Linked DNA regions of Danio rerio: region 2 is linked to region 1. A link is a contact called in public HiChIP or PLAC-seq data. All regions are on one chromosome and are shown on one strand. Each heading gives the region's core, a stretch centred on a gene start, on an enhancer-like site or on the middle of the called end of the contact. The rest is flanking DNA. Distances are from core to core; before and after follow the strand shown.

Region 1 (2,838 bases), core at 94-2,593:
TTTACCCCAGTCTTTTCAATGGAGTTTTACATTAGCCTGATGACAGCGCCGGCGTTGGTTTTTCGTCTCTTTTTACGCTTTAACAACCAAATGGATGCTTAAATCTATGACTGATTATATTTGAATTACATTAAAACATTAATGTTGTAAAAGGAGCCTTATGAACTTTAAAATAGTCACATAATCCTTTCACTGGAAGTTCATCATTGGCTGAAAAACACTATGTGCATATAACCCAGCATCTTGGTAAAAATTGGTGAAGCATCCTGATGAAATGAGAAAGATTGTGGGAAAGGCATTGGTAAGGAAGTGGAGGGAGAAATAAGAATCCAGTAATATAATTCATGAGAAAATGTTTATCAGCATTTTTAAAGAATGCAGATAGCATTTGTTTACTATGAGTTCTTGCAAAGCAAGTTATTCTTGTCATTGTCACTCTTAATAAATTTTTTTTTTGTTGATCCAAACTTTTATTTATTTTTAATAAATTAAATATACTGTATACACTTAATCCTTTATGCAGCATATTTATTAATTATCAATTGTAGTAAAAAATCTTTTAATTTTGTCAATTGTGTAAAACCTTAAGCTGTGGATTTTTCTTTAATGTCAAAAATCATTAGACTGTAAAGTAAAATATCCAGTTTCACTAGACATTTTGTAAATTTCTACTATAATTATAGGCTATCAAAACTAGCATAAATATAGGCTTTCAAAAATGTATGATTAGTAATGTGCATTACTTAACACTTCATTTAAACAAATGTGATTAAAGGTGATTTAGTCAATATTTAGATTTTTATTTTACCCTCCCAGATTATCTAACAGTTGTATTTTATACAAATAACATTAATTTGTCCAATCCTAACATCAATTAAAAGCTTATTTTTTCAGCTTTCATGTGATGTGTAAACAAATCTACTAATCGACACCGATGACTGGTTTTGTTGTCCATGGTCACAACTGAGGCTTTTTGTGAAAGCCTATGAAATAATGGTCAACAATACAGATAATCATTGCCGTTAAAAAGTACAAAAAGCAGCAAAAAAAACATTACGCAGTCAATGTCGGTTTATTCATCGCTGTTGAATCATGTCTAACGTTACGCAGTGTTGATTTGCAAACTGAATTGCAAAAGCGATGAAAACAACAAACTTAAGCACGAACCCTCTATTCAGTGAGGCAGGGATAAAATAACATCTACAAACCGTAAACGTTAGAGAAGTCACGTTATATAAATACACCCGTTTCAGACGATAAGTGATAATACAGTAAAAAAAATAAGTTTGTGGCGCACTTTACCTCAGTGTGCAGCGGCAGTAGATGTCCGTCAGTCTACTCGAGCCCTTCAGCTACACAACACACTTCCACTGCTGGAGACCACACCCTCAAATGGAGAAGGGGAGGAGACCCTGCCGCCATTCACTATGGTAAGTAGGCTAATGCTGAATAGTCTTTCCTACAGTGCATTGAAAATCTGTGTATTACTTTGGTAAAAATAGTAAATATCTACATTTTAATCCTATATAAAATAATGCATAGCATAAAAACTAACATAGCTCAGAAGCAGTCAAAATGCATTCATGTTGGCTACATATTAACAGTGTTGGATGTAATTAGTTACTACTTGTAACTTGTTGCTGTAATTATATTACTTTTTTCTGCTGAAAAAGTAAAGGATTACTTAACATTTTAGGTCATTTAATAAGAGTTACCTATAATTGCTTAAATACTGCAAAGTAATTCAACAGTTCTGAATAAAGGAACAGATATAGTGGCGTGATCAGGGGGCCCGCATCGTCGCACCATATGTATATATATATATATATATATATATATATATATATATATATATATATATATACTTAATCCTTTTTGCAGCATATTTATTAATTATTATTTGTAGCAAAAAAAACTTTTAATTTTGTCAATTGTGTAAAACCTTAAAATAATTGTGGATTTTTATTTAATGCCAAAAATCATTAGACTGTTAAGTAAAATATCCAGTTTCACTAGACATTTAGTAAATTCCTACTATAATTATAGGCTATCAAAACTAGCATAAATATAGGCTATCAAAAATGTATGATTAGTAATGTGCATTACTTAACACTTCATTTAGACAAAGGTGATTAAAGGTGATTTTTTTAATATTTATATTTTTTTACCCTCCCAGATTATCTAACAGTTGTATCTTATACTAATAACATTAATTTGTCCAATAACGTCGCTTTACAGCTTGGATTTGAATGATTCTTTAGCGTAAAACAGGTTATTTTGCCTACATTTTAAGATTATAAGGCTGAACGTGACATGCAATGACATGTTATATGCAATGAGATCTTCCTGCAGTATTAAAGTCTAAAGTATTTCTCTGTTGCAGTAAGGATATTGCAATAATTAACCCCGAAGAAAGCAACTTGCTCAAAAATTAGAGGGTTTCGGAATGGTGGCCGAAAAATTGATACATCTCTAATCTCAATACACTGTTAGATTCCCATTGTTGCAGAATTCTGCTGTGTGATTGGCTTAGATCAATATGGATTTAAAAAGTCCAGAGCTTATCATTGCTATTGACATAAATTTTATAGCAATTAGATATGATATTGTTTATTGGGCCCAGGCTTACTAAGAACTGCTATGGAATTCCATGAGGCTTGAGGTTGACTCCATAAACTTTTAATCTGAGAAGATCAGCTACAAAACCAGTTGTTCAACTGTCCCAGTCACACACCCTGAGGCCCCCTCTCTGCCCTCTATTTTACCTTCTTCATCAGATCAGCCCACAAACCCAGCTCCACACAGAACCACCAAGTTCTCAATAAATAGTTCTCACAA
Region 2 (2,807 bases), core at 54-2,553, 420 kb after region 1:
ACTAATTAATAAAATAAACAATAATAAAAACGACCATTCTTGCAAATGTCCATCTCAACATTACCTGTATATTTATCTTACTAATGTTGTTATAAATACAAATAAACTAGCTATTGTGTCTTTACATACGTTTAAGCAACGTCAGTAAAAATCTCAGAAAGTAAACTGAAACGTCACTTGTCAGCTGTCACGCTATATTCGATCAGTTTGTGGTTGTGGTTGACGCAGTGACGTTTAACAGGGTTGTTTGCACTTTTGAGAGGATCTCTAGGGACTGTCACGGATACGGCGGCTGGACTTTGTGGCACGCTGTCACTCCACAATAAGAAACGCCCCCATTTTTAGACCATTGGCTGACGGAGCAAATGCACTTTGGCATAAAAAAGCAGACTATAGCCCTGTTTCTTCGTGCCAGATTAAATTATGTATGCCTGTATAACACTGAGGTTTTTAAACTAGGGTTCGGGGACCCCCAGGGGGCCAACAAGGGAGTGCTGGAAGTGAAGAAGAGTAAAATTAGCAAATACTAATTAATTCATAATATATTTCAACGACTGATTAAAAAAAAATACTTTTAATCAGCTAATCTAACATTATATTCAAACAAAATGAGTAACATCAAGTTATGCTTATTTAATTTATTATTTCAGAAGGCATTTCTTCTATTTTTTTTTCGTTTTAAATCTCCCTCAACATTTTATTGTAAGGTTGGAAATTAGTTTCACTGACTCCAAACTGTATTTCTAATATATATTTTTTACCTTACTGATGTATATGCAATACATTAAACTGGATCCAGAGAGTGTTTGGAACTTGCTGTTGTTAAAGAATGGCCGCGTCTTGCGAAACTCGCGCAAGAATTGGTCAACTCTCAAACATACAGCGGCACACATTTATTCTGCCTCTTCTTCTCAAACTTATAGTAAAGTTTAAGTTCTAAAAGTGGCGCGTTGTACATTACTCTGCTTCTTTGTATCCCGCCACGGTCTAAAACAGCTAAGCGGGTAACCAGATATTCAAAAACAATACGTAATCCCACAATGCACTGCTTTACAGCATTACCTCATCCCATCAGGCACCGCGAGTAGAATCTTCTGGGTGGTCGTCTAGGCAACGCGCCTTATCTGAAATTGTGACACGCCCAGTAAAACGCCTCCAGCCAATGAGAGGCTGCGCGCATTACATCATTTCTATTTTTAGTGGGGCAGCGGTAGCAGATAAGGTTTGCCTCCACGCTGGAGAAGCTCAGAGTATACAGACCTCGCCACAGTGAAACACCTCACTCAAACCAACATAAATAAGCCTTCGGCTAAGCACTGTTTATCTGCTGGTGTCTGAGAAGCGCGACAGCGGCGGAGGAAGAACTTTCTATCCGCGGAAGGCAGGAGGAGACGAGCCCGTGACACTGGCGATAACTTTACGCAGTAAGTTTCTCGCGGGACGGGGAGTTGAGGAACTTTTCCAATCCTCTCGCTTTTGTTCCAAACACCGCAGCGCTCGTTACTGAACGCGGACAGTGCTTAACAGCGCCTAAAAGACTGCTTCTGAACTAAAAGTTTCGCTTTGCCTTCTATGTCTACCAAGATGGAAACTACTTTCTACGATGACTCTCTAAACAGCGCTTTCTCTCAGCATGACAGCGCCACTTTTGGATACAACCACAAGGCTCTGAAACACAACATGACGCTCAATCTGTCCGACCCCGCGGGGAACCTAAAGCCCCACCTGAGGGCCAAAGCCAGCGATATCCTCACTTCTCCCGACGTGGGACTTCTCAAACTGGCATCACCGGAGCTGGAGAGGCTCATCATCCAGTCTAGCAACGGCATGATCACCACGACGCCAACTCCGACCCAGTTTCTGTGTCCCAAGAACGTGACGGATGAGCAGGAGGGGTTCGCGGAGGGCTTTGTGAGGGCACTGGCTGAGCTGCACCACCAGCACATGCCCAACGTCACCTCGGCTCCCCAAACTACTATCAACAGCAGCATGGCACCGGTCTCGTCCATAGCGGGCGGTGCGGTCTACAGCTCAGCCATGCGCGCTGATCCGCCGGTTTACGCGGATCTGAACACGTTCAACCCTGCTATCAGCAGCAGCTCGGCCAATCCAGCCGCGATGAGCTTCCCGAGCGCACCACCGCAGCTGCCCGTCCAGCACCCGCGCCTCCAGGCCCTGAAAGAGGAGCCCCAAACGGTGCCCGAGATGCCCGGCGAGACCCCACCGCTCTCTCCTATCGACATGGAGAGCCAGGAGCGGATTAAAGCCGAGAGGAAGCGCATGAGAAACAGAATCGCCGCGTCCAAATGCCGGAAGAGGAAACTGGAGAGGATCTCCCGGCTGGAGGACAAAGTCAAGACCCTGAAGTCGCAAAACTCGGAGCTCGCGTCCACCGCCAACATGCTGCGCGAGCAAGTGGCACAGCTCAAGCAGAAAGTCATGAACCACGTCAACAGCGGCTGCCAGCTCATGTTGACACAACAGCTGCAAACCTTCTGAGGAGAGCCGAAGGACATTTTGAGTTCAGCCACATAAACAAACTTCAGGGGCTTGATGTCTGCGATCTGGCGCGACAGAGCCCGCGGGGACCGGGACCGTCCGGCCGGCCGCGTGCCGTTAAAGGATGATCCGACTGGACTTTTGAGGAGCGCAAAACTTCACTCGGTCCGACAGAGACGCAGAGCGCATGAGACTCACTCTGTTACATGTTTTACTTTCTGACGAAATCCTTGTTCACATCGACCAGGTTGTGCATGGACCTATACGCTTCAAAGGAGCACTCAGTATTATAGGAGTAAAACAGAGAC

The links. HiChIP or PLAC-seq counts read pairs in DNA pulled down with a chosen protein or histone mark.
Region 2: an H3K4me3 HiChIP or PLAC-seq map of embryo shows a contact between it and region 1, with 6 times the contacts expected there. The contact joins the promoter of jun here to the promoter of fmo5 in region 1. A contact is called at or near these places in 1 of 18 Hi-C or Micro-C datasets (caudal fin) and 1 of 4 datasets of contacts at active chromatin or transcription factors (embryo).

The regions. Positions count from the first base shown.
Region 1 is chr20:16,357,781-16,360,618 of GRCz12tu, forward strand. It overlaps fmo5 (flavin containing dimethylaniline monoxygenase 5), which reads right to left and starts at 1,344. Exons shown (of 9, transcript NM_198910.1): 1 at 1,303-1,344.
Region 2 is chr20:16,778,572-16,781,378 of GRCz12tu, forward strand. It overlaps jun (Jun proto-oncogene, AP-1 transcription factor subunit), which reads left to right and starts at 1,304. Exons shown (of 1, transcript NM_199987.1): 1 at 1,304-2,807. The coding sequence starts at 1,573. The coding sequence ends at 2,499.